2 separate regions of the Mus musculus genome follow, and region 2 is linked to region 1. Evidence: chromatin contacts called from public promoter capture Hi-C data. All regions are on one chromosome and are shown on one strand. Each heading gives the region's core, a stretch centred on a gene start, on an enhancer-like site or on the middle of the called end of the contact. The rest is flanking DNA. Distances are from core to core; before and after follow the strand shown.

Region 1 (6,370 bases), core at 1,586-4,085:
CAGCCTGGTTCTCTGGGCTGCTACCTCAAAGGGGAGTGGCTCTAAAGAGCAACTCTGCAGAGCCAATAGTAAGGAAGGAGAATTGCTGAGAAGGAGCAGCTCTGCCTGACACCCGCTGCTTCTCCTCCAGAAAGGAAACACTGTGGACTAGGGAAGCCAGATCCTAATTTAGGGGCACAATCTTCAGTTTGAAATTTAAACCAGGATGGTTAGGATGCCCTACCCAACACCTTAAGTCTAGCACACTTGCGTGTGTGCTTAGGTGAATAGTTCTCCCAACCGTAAGATGGGCAGAACCGTGGATTTTCCAGGTACCTTTTACAGATGAGTATTTTATGGAGGCCCGAGTCTGATCAGAGTCAAGAGGCTTCCCTAGCCTGCTCCTCACCTTGGTGTTGTCCAGGACTCGTTCCAGCAGTAAGATCAGCCATCTTAGTCCACTCTTTGGTGCCAGTAGGGTCCTTGCTGTTTTGCAGACAGCTGTTTCCCTGTTTTGTGTGGTGTGCATAGAACTTAAACCATCTCCTCTTCCTCTCAAGAGGATCTTAGATTCATGATGTCACTATTAATCACCTTCCAAAGGTTCCATTGCCAATTACGATCACACTGGCAGTCAGAGGTCCAACATATGGCATCACAATTCAGTCCACAGCAATACATATACATTTGTCGTTGCCATTACTCATTCTACCATGAAGCAAACTCCAGGGGAACAGAGACTTAATCTGCTTTGTGGGCTGTAATATTTCCACCACTAGAGCAGAGGGATGGCCCTGTAGATAAAAGAGTAACACCAAGGATCATCCAATTCTGTAGGGCAGCGGTTAAAGCAAAAGGTGCTGAAGGCCATACACTTTGAATGTGGCAAAACAGAACACCCCTAAGAAGGAACCCAGTGATGGGATCAATTAAAGGGAGACAGTGCTACAGGGTTGGAGTTACTGAGTACACATGATTATGCTAACATGTTTTTTAAGACTACATTTATACATAAATAGGGTTACAGATAGTGATGGATTAAGGCAGATTTTTTTTTCTTTTACTTGAAAACTTTGAAGACTTTTTTTAAAAGTCTTTTTAAATTTTATTTTATGTGTATGGTATTTTGCCTGTATGTCTGTGAACCATTTGCATGCCTAGTACCCTTGGGACTCAGAAGAAAATCCCCTGGAACTGGATTTACAGATGGTTGTGAGCCAGCATGTGGATGCTAGATAATGAACCCAAGTCCTGTGGATAAGCACCCTTAACTGCTGAGCCATCTCTCCAGTCCAACTTTGAAATCTTTTAATAGTTCACAAGTGTGGTATAGAAATTCACATGAATTTAAAGGAACAATGTTGTACTGTGTTGGTTTTTCTTCTAATATTCTAGTTTCTGAAAATGTTTTTTTTTTGTATATTCCAAAATGTACAACTTGAACACAAATTTTATTAGAAAAGTTATACTTAACATAATCATCAACTATTTTCAAGAACAATATTAAACCCAATAATGTGTAACAAGAAACTAATGACTTTGCTATAATCAAATGTTCAACTATCTACAGTGTCTTTTTACAAAGGGGATATCCATGGTTTACAGGCACATTGTATTGAAAAGAAAACTGCAAGAGCAATTTTATACAATTACCATTCTCGAGAAACTGAATCATTACAATAGTAATTACAAGTTGAAAATGGTTTTTACTATAACATCGTTGATCCTCCGATCTGAGACCTTTGGCAATGGTGGGGACTGGGATCCCATTGTGCAATGGTTGCACAGGCTGCACTGCAGGGATGCTCTAGTGACTCTGTCTTGTTCTCCTTGTAGTCGAAGGGAGGGATATTCCCTCCTACTCAGACCCTTCCCAGCACAACACCACTATTAACTTCTGTTCTCAGAGACTTCCCAATGTTGTGTAATAAGCAAAGTTGTTCATTGAAAATATCTGGTGTGGGAATAGAAGGCAGTGGAGACATTTGTCGTTGTATCAAAAGCAAAACATGACACAGCTAAGCTTTGAGATAAAATGTCATCTTACCAGGAAAACAAAATGACACGAATTCCATGTTCACTATGGACTGACATTTTTATAGCCTTCGTTAGATTATCCTGACTTAATTTTTGTAGGTATAGAAAAGAAACTGAGGGACCATAGCAAGTAAGAGAGAGAAGCCAGGCCTATGATCTATCTTTATAAGAAAACGTACATTCTATAAATTTCACCCATTTCAAATGTAGAACTCAATGATTCTTAGCATACTTAGAGAATTTTACAACCCCTAACATAGTCAAATTTCAGGATCTTTCCATCCTGTCAAGAAAGTAGGTCTTCATTAGAAGCTCTGCCACAGTTACCACCTCCCCATGCCCTGGACAACCACTAATCTCTTTCTGTCTCTAGATTTGCCTCTTCTGAACTTTTCTTCCAGTGGCACCATGCATTTTGTAGTCTCCTGCGACAACCTCCTTTGACTTAGCATTCTGTTGTTTCTCTTTATTGTCTGCAGTCTCCTAAAAATCAGTCCTTCCTCCAGCTCCGCTTGCCCAGAGCCCCTTTCCTGCTGAGCCAGCTTCATCCTGTGACCTGAGCAAAGCTGGGGAGGGGCCACTCAGAGCCTGGGACCATTGCTTTCTCCTGGAAGGACAAGGCTCTGCAGATGGCAGACAGTGAATGACATCAGGCTCTGCAGTGACTGGAGCTCGTGGCACCAGCTCTTCATTGTTCTATTTTTATTCTCGTGTTAAGATTTTTCAGAGGGAAGGCTTTACTCAAAAACTGCTTCTCTCTCTAGCTGCTCCTACAACCCCAGGCTGGACTCTGCTGCCACCTGCTGTCCTTTAGCCAGACACTGAACAGGAATAGAGAAGGCTTTGTTCCCGGTGATACAGTTACGTATTGAGTTCTATTCTTGTGCGTGCGTGCGTGCGTGCGTGCGTGCGTGCGTGCGTCTGTCTGTCTGTCTGTCTGTCTGCCTGCCTGCCTGCCTCTGTCTGTCTGTGTGTCTCTCTATATATACATAACATATATATGTATACATATGCCTCTGTTTCTCTATATATACATATATATATTTATATATACATATATAATATATGTCTGTGTGTAAGTCTGTCTCTCCCTGTGTCTGTGTTTATCTCTGTGTGTCTGTGTATGTGTCTGTGTGTAGGTCTGTCTGTCTCTATTTGTCTCTTTCTGTCTCTGTCTGTGTGTCTGTCTCTGTGTGTGTCTCTGTATGTGTTTGTGTGTAGGTCTGTCTCTGTCTCTCTCTGTATCTCTGTCTGTCTCTCTGTGTGTCTGTCTCTCTGTATGTCTGTGTATGTGTTTGTGTGTAGGTCTGTCTCTCTTTGTCTCTCTCTGTGTCTCTGTCTCTCTCACACACACACACAAAGTTTCAATACATGTATATAGTGATATCTTTCTATGAAAAATTAGTTGTGGTGGTTTGAATAGCTATGGCCCCATAGACTCATGTGTTTGAGTGCTTGACCTGTCTTTGGGTTTCCATTTCTGTGAAGACACCATGACCATGGCAACTCTTATAAAGGACAACATTTAATTGGTACTGACTTATGGGTTCTGATATTCAGTCCATAATCGTCATAGCAGGAAGCACAGCAGCATCCAGGCAGACATGATGCTGGAGTAACTGAGAGTTCTATATCTTCATCCATAGGAAGCCAGGAGCAGACTGTCTTCTAAGCAGCTAGGATGAGAATCTCAAAACCCACCCCAACAAGGACGCTCTTACTCCAGCAAAGCAATATCTCCAAATAGTGCCACTCCCTGGGTCAAACATATTCAAACCACTACAAGCCATTAGAAAATGTGGCCTTGGAGGAATTGTGTCACTGTGGAGGCAGGCTTTGAAGTCTCCTATGCTCAAGCTGTACCCAGCATGGTACAGTCTCCTTCTGCTGCCTGTGGATTCTAAGGGGTCTCATAGATGTGGAAGGTGGTAGTGTAGCAGTAGATCTACCTAATCTAGGCGCACAGAATGTATTCATATTAATTGAGTCGTGTTTTCATTGCCAGGGCATATTAGGGATGGAGAGAATTACTGCAACAATTACTACAAGATATAGCACTCTCAGCTGCTCCAGCACCAAGTCGGCCTGCACACTGACATGTTTCCCTCCGCATCTCTCCTCTGAGTCATGGAGATTCCTTTCTCCTCCCCCCTGCATCCTAGCCTGTGCAACTCTAAGGGTCCCGCCCCTCTCCCTTTACTCAGCCATTGGCCACTGGCATCTTTATTGATAGATCAAAAACCAACTGGGCACAAGGGCCTTTGGTGTTTGGATATGCAGATTCCCAATTGAATCAAAGCATTAGAACCAATCTCCAACATACTACAACATGCTTTTGAAAGTTGGGGGACAACTTGTGAGAGTTAGTTCTCTCTCCATCATGTGGGTTTTGGGGCTCAAACTCAGGTAATCTGCCTTGGTAGCAGCCACTTTTATCCACTGAGATATTTTATACGTTCAATCAGATTGTTTATCCATGGTGCACACAGGTACGCGCCTATAAGACACTCAAGGAATACCATCACATAAACAAACCTTTTACAGAGATTTGCAAGATCTCTGAAGATCTACTTCTTTCTGATCTCAGCAAGAGTGAATTGATCTTGGATAGCTAAGGGATGCTTAAAAAAAAAATAAAGCATGCACTCATGTGCATGTGTGCACACGCACCACAATACACTGATGTGGATGGGAGATGCTACCCCATCTAGCTTCCTTAACCCACAATCATTTTCAATGACCCATATGGCTTCCTTGTCCTAGATTATTGCTGCTATGACATCACTTGTGATTTCCTCCCTCCAATAGTCTCTATGGGGTAACTTGCTGTGCTAGGTCAGGCTCACACTCAAAAGGGAGAAAAGCTAAACTCTTTCCTGCTGAGCCTGCAGCCCACTGGGGCTGGCTCTTTTGGTTCTGACAGACTCCAGGCCAGTATCATGGCCCTTGCCTTTCTTTTAACCATACCTGGCTGCTGAAAGTGAAGCAGTCATTGGAAACCATTGCCTGTTTCCAATCTAGTTCTCTTCCCTCCCTCCCTCCAAGAATGGAGTTGTAAGACCCTGACCCTTGGTCAGTCCTCACCCCCCCATCCCCACTCTGAGAAATTTTTACTTAAGAATGATCATGTGGGTGGAGAATGGAACTTGGCCTAGCTTCACAGGAGGGGGAAGCTGTAAGAAGGGTGTGGGACTGGAAAAGCCCTGAGGGTCCCTCAGAGTGGTCAGATAGCAAAAGGAAAACAAGGAAGCCTTCACTGCTGCTTAGAAGCAGGAACTTAAAGGGAAAAGTAAAAGTTCTGAGACCCTCAGTAGGATGTTAATAAAAAGAGGTTGCAGGTAATGCAATTTTGCTTAGACTTTGGGGTGGCAGCTGAAAGTAGTCCCTTGCAGTGCAAGTCTGCAGGTCAGTGGGAGTAGCAAGCCCCAAAGTCTGGAGTTGTAGGTCTCTGAGGCTGTAAGCCTGTATGGTAGCCTGGAGCCACGGGTCTGGAGAGCAGTGGGAACTGAAGGCTGGAAGCAGCTGCAGAGACAAACTGCCTTCTGGAGCTGAGATGTAGTGTCTTGGAGGCAGGAATGGTTGACTGCAACCTCTGGTTGAGTCCTGAAGGTGGACTCAAATGACCATCCTGCCCAGAACAGAAGCCTCGGGTCTAGGGAAATCAGTCAGGCCTTCCCAGATGAAGGCTGTGAGGACAGCCTTCTCCCTTTTCTGTTGAGCTCTGCAGGGATTCTACTGGCTGAAGGTCCTCCCAGGTGCTTGAATTTATAAGGGATCACTTAGGCTCCAATTGGCTGGATGTGAGTATGCAAATGAGGTGAAAATGAGACTGACCGGGAAGGCTATCAAGTCCGGTGGGAAGAATAAAAACTAAGAATTCTCAATTAGGTCTTCAGGCCCTACTTTCAGTCTCTGCAGTGATAAGAGATCTTCAACCTTTTGGCATTGTGATATGTCATTGTGTTTACAAGTGTCTCGTGCCACATCTATAGCTGTCCTGGGACACATGCAGCTCATGGGTTGTGGGTTAGATATGCCTGGAAAAGCCTGGGGAACAGTTCATGGAGGAAAGAGTAAGCTTGTCCTAGTGGTGGAGTCATTCTTCTATAGTAGGAGATAAATATACCTGGGATAGGGCTCGTTTGCCCCACTCAGGGATAGGTAGGAACTCCATATGGAGTTTTCTTAGGTTCAAGCCCTAAGGGCTCAGGATCCACAAAGAACAGAGGGCTCATAGCTATTGATGCAGCATCAGTTGACAAAAGAAAGAAAAGCTTCAGCTGCATAAAAGCCAGTTGACAGCCAGAACCTTGAGTTGGGGCTCTGTGGTGGTTTGAGTGAAAATGCCACCCCC
Region 2 (6,370 bases), core at 1,730-4,229, 310 kb after region 1:
AGGCAGAAGCAGCTGACCCCTGTTGTTGAATTAAAGAAGGCTGAAAGAAGCTGAGAAGAAGGGCAACCCTGTAGGAGGACCAGCAGTCTCAATTAATCTGGACCCCTGAGATCTCTCAAACACTGGGACACCAAACAGACAGCATACACCAGCTGATATGGGGCCCCCAACACACATACAGTAGAGGACTTCCCAGTCTGTGTACATTCAGAGATGATGCACCTAACCCTCAAGAGACTGGAAGCCCAAGGGAGTTTAGAGGTCAGGTGGGGTAAGGGTTGGGGGCATCCACATGGAGACGGGGTGGGGTGGGGAAGAGGTGTGGGATGTGAAGCAGTCAGTGGAGGGGAGATGGGGGTGGGGCTGGGAATGGAATATGGAGTGTAAAAAATAAATTTAAAATAAAATAAAAAAGAATAAGGATGTGGTGACTAACTTTTTAAAAGGAGTGATTGAGGTGAATGGATGTATATAAAAAGAATTAATAGCCGGGCGTGGTGGCACACGTCTTTAATCCCAGCACTCGGGAGGCAGAGGCAGGCAGATTTCTGAGTTCGAGGCCAGCCTGGTCTACAGAGTGAGTTCTAGGACAGCCAGGGCTATACAGAGAAACCCTGTCTCGAAAACAACAACAACAACAACAACAAAGAATTAATAATGCTCCAAATATGAATTCTACATGAAAGATGAGGCTAACGGCTGCCACCCTTAATGATGGAAGAGATGAGGAAGGAGTTTTTGCAGTGATGTGTAAAAGGAAGGCTGCGGTGGATCTGCACAAGTGGAGGTTCCTTTCTCAATACTGAACATAATTATTTGGAAATAAAGAACAAATAAAGTGGGCTGGAGAGATGGCTCAGCAGTTAAAAGCACTGATTGCTCTTCCAGAGGTCCTGAGTTCAATCCCCAGCAACCACATGCTGGCTCACAACCATCTGTAATTGGGTTCGATGCTCTCTTCTGGTGTGTCTGAAGACAGCAACCATAAAATAAATCTTTAAAAAAATATAAAGCTGGGCGTGGTGGTGCATGCCTTTAATCCCAGCACTCAGGAGGCAGAGGCAAGCGGATTTCTGAGTTCGAGGCCAGCCTGGTCTACAAAGTGAGTTCCAGGACAGCCAGAGCTACACAGAGAAACCCTGTCTCGAAAAACAAACAAACAAACAAAAACAAAAACAAAAAACAAAAAATATATATATAAAGAACAAATAAAGTGAAAACAGATATACTTGAAGCCATGACTTAAAGACTATAGAATAATTAACCCAGAGACCAATCCTTAGGAAATGTTTAAAGGGATAGGATAGGGAGATCCCAGAAAAGAAAATTTAAAAAGTGATCACCAGAAGAAACAGCAGCACAGAAGCACAAGGCAATAAATGCCAAAGAGTGTTGAACAATGGCAAAGCAGTAACAACTAACGCAATCCTTAAAGGTGAGTGGAGGAGAGAGGACTGGCAAACGTGGTGATTAGAACAAAGAACATCGAGGGGGGGGAGTTATATGGAAATGTTGTAATGGAAGGTATTACTTTGTTTACTAACTTTAAATTTCCAGTTTTTAAGAGAGAGGAAGGGAGAGAGTAGTGGAAGAAACCAGCCCCAAATGTGTACGAGCTTGCGCACATGAGCACACACACAAAGCTGCATACTGTGTGCATGCATTCCAGTGGAGGGAGTAGAAGCAGAAACAGAAGCAAATGGATCTGGAGCTCAAAGCCAGCCTGGGCTACATAGACTCTGTCGAAAGGAAAAAAGAAAGAAGAGAAGGAGAAGGAGGAGGGAGAGGAGGAGGAGGAGGGCTGGAGATGTAGCTCCGATGGTAGAGGACTTGCCTAGCATGCCTGGATTTACTCTCCAAAACTACAAAACTGGATGTTGTTACAATTGAACCACAAGTTCTATGGTCTACTGTCAGAAGTTGACACCAACTTAGGCTACAGAAAATCCTCTCTCAAACAAAAAACAAACAAACAAACAAACAAACAACAACAAAACAGCCAAAAGGGGAAAAAAGTGAAGCTTATTCTACTAGCCACAATTTCTAGCTAAAGGACAGGCAGGACAGAAAAATTACAGGTAGGAAAAGTAAAAATATTTGCCAATCATTTTATGAGTATTCAGAATTAATAGCAGCAACAAAAGGAAATGTCCTGGTGCTCAAACGCTATGCGTGGCTGGTGTAAGAAATGTGGAAGTGTCAATGAGGAACTATCTCTTGTTTATTCTGCATTGTTATTGCTATAGCTAGTTATTAAGTGTTGTAACTTTTGACATAGATTTTTTTTAAAAGGTTGATCTTTTGGGTCAAATGTCCCCAAATGTGCCTGTTATTGGTCATATGGAAAATTTGACCTTGTCTTTACAAGGCTCGAGATTTGACTCTGTAGTTAAGACAACAGGAAATGGACTTCACTTGGAACTTGGACATTTATCTTTGTGTTATAAAACCTTTAAAATATGGCTAATAAGAAAGGCCGTCTAGAAATCTTTAAAATGTGATTTTAAGAAAACATCTGGGGGAAAGATTTAGACAGGAGAGATCATGGTCTACGTAGTTCAGGGTGACCCAAAGTTGCTTCCAATCTCTTGTCTTGCTCTGGGGAGAGGAAGTGGTGGGGTTAGGGGTCCTTGAACACACTTGTTGCAGAAGACGATGGATGAACTAGGGTTTTATGATCCTCCTATTTCCATCTCCCCAAGGCCTGGATTGCAAACCTGTGCTTCGACGCCAAACTTTAGAATTGTTTTTAAATAGATTTCTAAATTCTTTAAAGTTTGAAAACCTTAAAACTTTTATGTAAATTTGCTCAAGATAGCTAGGAAACTACATTTCCCAAGAGTGTACGTGGCAAGTCGCCACACTGGTCTGGTCGCTTTACCAAGAGGCACACTGGGAAATGTAGTTCTCCGAGCAGTGGGGCTCACAACGTTTTTGACGGAAGACTGGGAAGTGCGCCGCCAGTGGCAGGACGGGGACCGGACAAGGACTCTGCACAACCTCAATTTTGTGTGTGCGGTCCGAGAAAGGGTCTAAGTCATCTGTACTTCTCTAAGCAAGGTGCTGGCCACGGTTCAATGCTGGCGAGCGACTCGGAGGTCCCTGAAAGGAAGGTGCCAATCGCGGAGGGTCGAGCTGGTACCCGCCCCACCCAGGCTGCGGCCGCGCGGGGAGGAAGCGCGCACAGGCCGAGTGCAAAAGTTTCCTTTTCTGCTTTCCAGTCAGAGAAGCTTCAACCAACCGAGGGTGGAGATGCCTGACTTCAATTGGAAGAGAACCCGGGAGCCAAAGGGGTTGAAATAAGCGACTTCCCGGAAAAACAAACTATCAAAAAACCTCTCCCCACCACTAGCCATGGGCAGCCGAGATCACCTGTTTAAAGTGCTGGTGGTGGGGGACGCCGCCGTTGGCAAGACGTCTCTGGTCCAGCGCTACTCCCAGGACAGCTTCAGCAAGCACTACAAGTCCACCGTGGGAGGTGAGCGGTCACGGGTGACTAGGAGCAGGGGTCGAGGCTCGCAGCCGGTAGCCTCTGGGTACCGAGGTTGCCTCTAAGGGGTCCCCAGCCTACCTACAAAGATAGGGCCAAAGTATACAGGTGAGAGATGGTGAAGGGGTCTGAGCCGGGGACTATTCACCGCAGAGAGCAGAGCCCTCCCGCAGCCATGCGCTGCCCAGAGCAACTTCTCCAGTCAGCAAAGTCAGCTGAGTCCCGGTTCAAGTGCAGGCTGGGGCAGTTACCCTGCTTCCTACCAGCATCCGACGGGTGTTGAGGAAAGAACCCCGTTACCTTAGGAGGAAAGCCCAGGAGCTAAGCAGTCAGAGGTGTGGGGAAGACTGGAGGACAGATTCCGGTCAGGTCTGATGAGCCCTATGGTGTCATTAGTGAACTGAGTGGGAAATGTGAGGAATTCACGAAAGAATGTGAAATACCCTCGAGTGGCCTGTCGTCTTCTCTTGCACTGGGGAAGGCAGGGAGGAAGAGAGAAAGAAGCACTAAAAGTAAATTCATTTCTTTCCCAGTGTGGCCTTTGGACTCTGCTGAACTGTCCACCTGTCGGTCTGTCTACCCCAAACACACAGACACAGACACAGATACACACAGACACACACACACCTCCACCACCACCACAAGGAGAAGGTAGTTAACAAGGTTACAGTAATGTGAAAGAATAAAATTACATTTGTTTTTTTTATTTTGTTTTGTTTGAGACAGGGTTTCTCTGTATAGCCCTGGCTGTCCTGGAACTCACTCTGTAGACCAGGCTGGCCTTGAACTCAGAAATCTGCCTGCCTCTGCCTCCCAAGTGCTGGGATTAAAGGCATGCGCCACCACGCCCAGCACATAAAATTACATTTGTACCAACACAGATTTACATGTGAAAGTTTTTTTATTAACTCTTTTCTTTGAAATGAAAACTTTATAGAATATTTCAAAAACTGTTTCCTGACTACTTTGCCCACCACTCCTAAATACAAGTCCTTATTTCATGGATTTTGGGTTAAAAATGTCCTGTGAATTAATTTTTACCAGTGGACTGTTTTCCGACAGTATGAACATACTGATTCTGGCAAGTTTTGTTTGTTTTTCCCAATGTTTATTATAAATTCTCCCTCGTTTTCACTTCTGTCACAGATGTAGAAGAAAGAATATGTTTCTGAACTGAAATTATTCTGTGTTTCTCCTTAACAAGTAGCTTTTCCAGCATAGTGTGGTTGTCTCTACCTTTAATTCTAGCATTCAAGAGGTTGAGGCAGGAGGATCTCAAGTTGGAGCTAGGCTCTACTATCCGACTTTGGGAGGTTCCCCTGGAATAGCTGTTCAGTCCAACCTCATGGAGTTTCAGCATCTGCAGACCCGTGGGGGATTCAGCACAGCTCTTAAGCAGCATCCATGTCTCAACCTCTGCCATCTTGTTCATTTAACCAGTACCTGCTGGACATATACCATAGCCTTAAGGAGGATACAGAGGTTTTCACTGTATTTTCTCATAATACTGTTTGATTAGATACTAACAGTGAAGTTAAGATGGAAGATACAAAGCTAACCACCTTACCTTCCTTTCCTCCATCTCCCCCACCATTCTTTCCTTGAGAACCCCCCACTTAAAAAACATCCCAGAAACCATTTAACCTGAGAACAGGAATAATGGTCATAACCATGCCCATAACTTTCTTGATCCTAGCCAAGGAGATAATCAGTGTGAAATAATTTGATCTGAGAGAGGAGAAAACACTGAAGACCGTTTGGAGAGTACGGATTATGTGTCCCAACACAAATGTACCATGGGGGCTCCTCTCCATCGCCAGAAGGTTTAAACCTAATTGGAGTGTTGTGATCCTGGGGTTGTCACTGTATATTTATTTGATCTGAGCTTGTGCTAGGACTAAAAAAAAAAAAAAAAAAAAAAAAAAAAAAAAAAAAAAACCATTTACTGTGTGTGTGTGTGTGTGTGTGTGTGTGTGTGGACATGTATTCTGTGACATACTTGTGGAAGTCAGAAGCCAGTTTATAGGCTTGGGCTATAGGGATTTAACTTGGGTTGTCAGGGTTAGCCACAAATGCCTTCATCTCACTCTCAGAACCATCGTAAAGACATGTTTTTGTTAAAGTACAATATTCATATATTTTCAGTGGATTTTGCTCTCAAGGTTCTCCAGTGGTCTGACTCAGAGATGGTGCGGCTGCAGCTCTGGGATATTGCAGGTAAAATGGGAAAACCAGGCAGTAACAAGGGGAGAAATTATTTACCCAGCAAGCTGTTTGGGGGGCGGGGGGAGGGGGGAATGAATATGGAATGGCAAAGCTGACTTTTTTTCCCCCTGAAGCTACAAGTTTGAGCTGCTCTGAGCTTTTGGGATGATTTTGGAGACATATTGCTCCAAAGACAAAGAGACATAGTGCCATCTGTGCGTGGGTGGAAAGCCTCTAAGGTGGTGGATGACCCAGAGGTGGATGTCCCCCAGTGGCAGAGGAGGCGCCAGATCTTCAGCCGACTTTACTGAGAAACAAGATCTCCAGCAAATAGAGGCAGTGATAATGATGAACCCTTGTTATAGGCTGCTCTTCATACTTCAAATTTACTGGTTCACTAGCCCTGTTGTGAAAGCCTTTATCTTACTCTACACATGACACATCTGAAGTCCTCAACTGGATCTTCTTAAAGTCACACAGTTAGCAAGTGGCAGACAGGGTTTTGGACATCACAGTTTGGATACAAACTCTGCAGTGGCTAATCAAAGGGTCAGAGGGGAAGGAAGGGGTGGGGCCTTCAATACCATATATGCAGATGTCCTACCTCCGGTGAAGGAAGGGTACTCAGGGTATCAGAGGGTGCTCACCTTCAGAATCACCTCCATGAGAGCTCTC

What was found. Promoter capture Hi-C pulls out the DNA fragments that hold promoters and counts their contacts.
Region 2: a contact with region 1 is called in a promoter capture Hi-C map of hippocampal neurons, with 2.0 times the contacts expected there. The contact joins the promoter of Rab29 here to the enhancer-like site in region 1. A contact is called at or near these places in 2 of 39 promoter capture datasets (hippocampal neurons and stem cell-derived epiblast-like cells) and 2 of 115 datasets of contacts at active chromatin or transcription factors (bone marrow-derived macrophages and embryonic stem cells).

What each region holds. Positions count from the first base shown.
Region 1 is chr1:131,552,511-131,558,880 of GRCm38.p6, forward strand. No RefSeq gene overlaps it. Among named protein-coding and RNA genes, the nearest start is that of Fam72a, 28 kb to the left of the region's middle. Within about 2 kb of position 2,836, at least 66 of the 459 cell types and tissues checked have an H3K27ac peak or open chromatin away from gene starts, as enhancers often do. A contact at or near this core is called in bone marrow-derived macrophages and hippocampal neurons, where this site is marked.
Region 2 is chr1:131,864,298-131,870,667 of GRCm38.p6, forward strand. It overlaps Rab29 (RAB29, member RAS oncogene family), which reads left to right and starts at 2,980. Exons shown (of 6, transcript NM_144875.2): 1 at 2,980-3,113; 2 at 3,222-3,478; 3 at 5,636-5,707. The coding sequence starts at 3,355.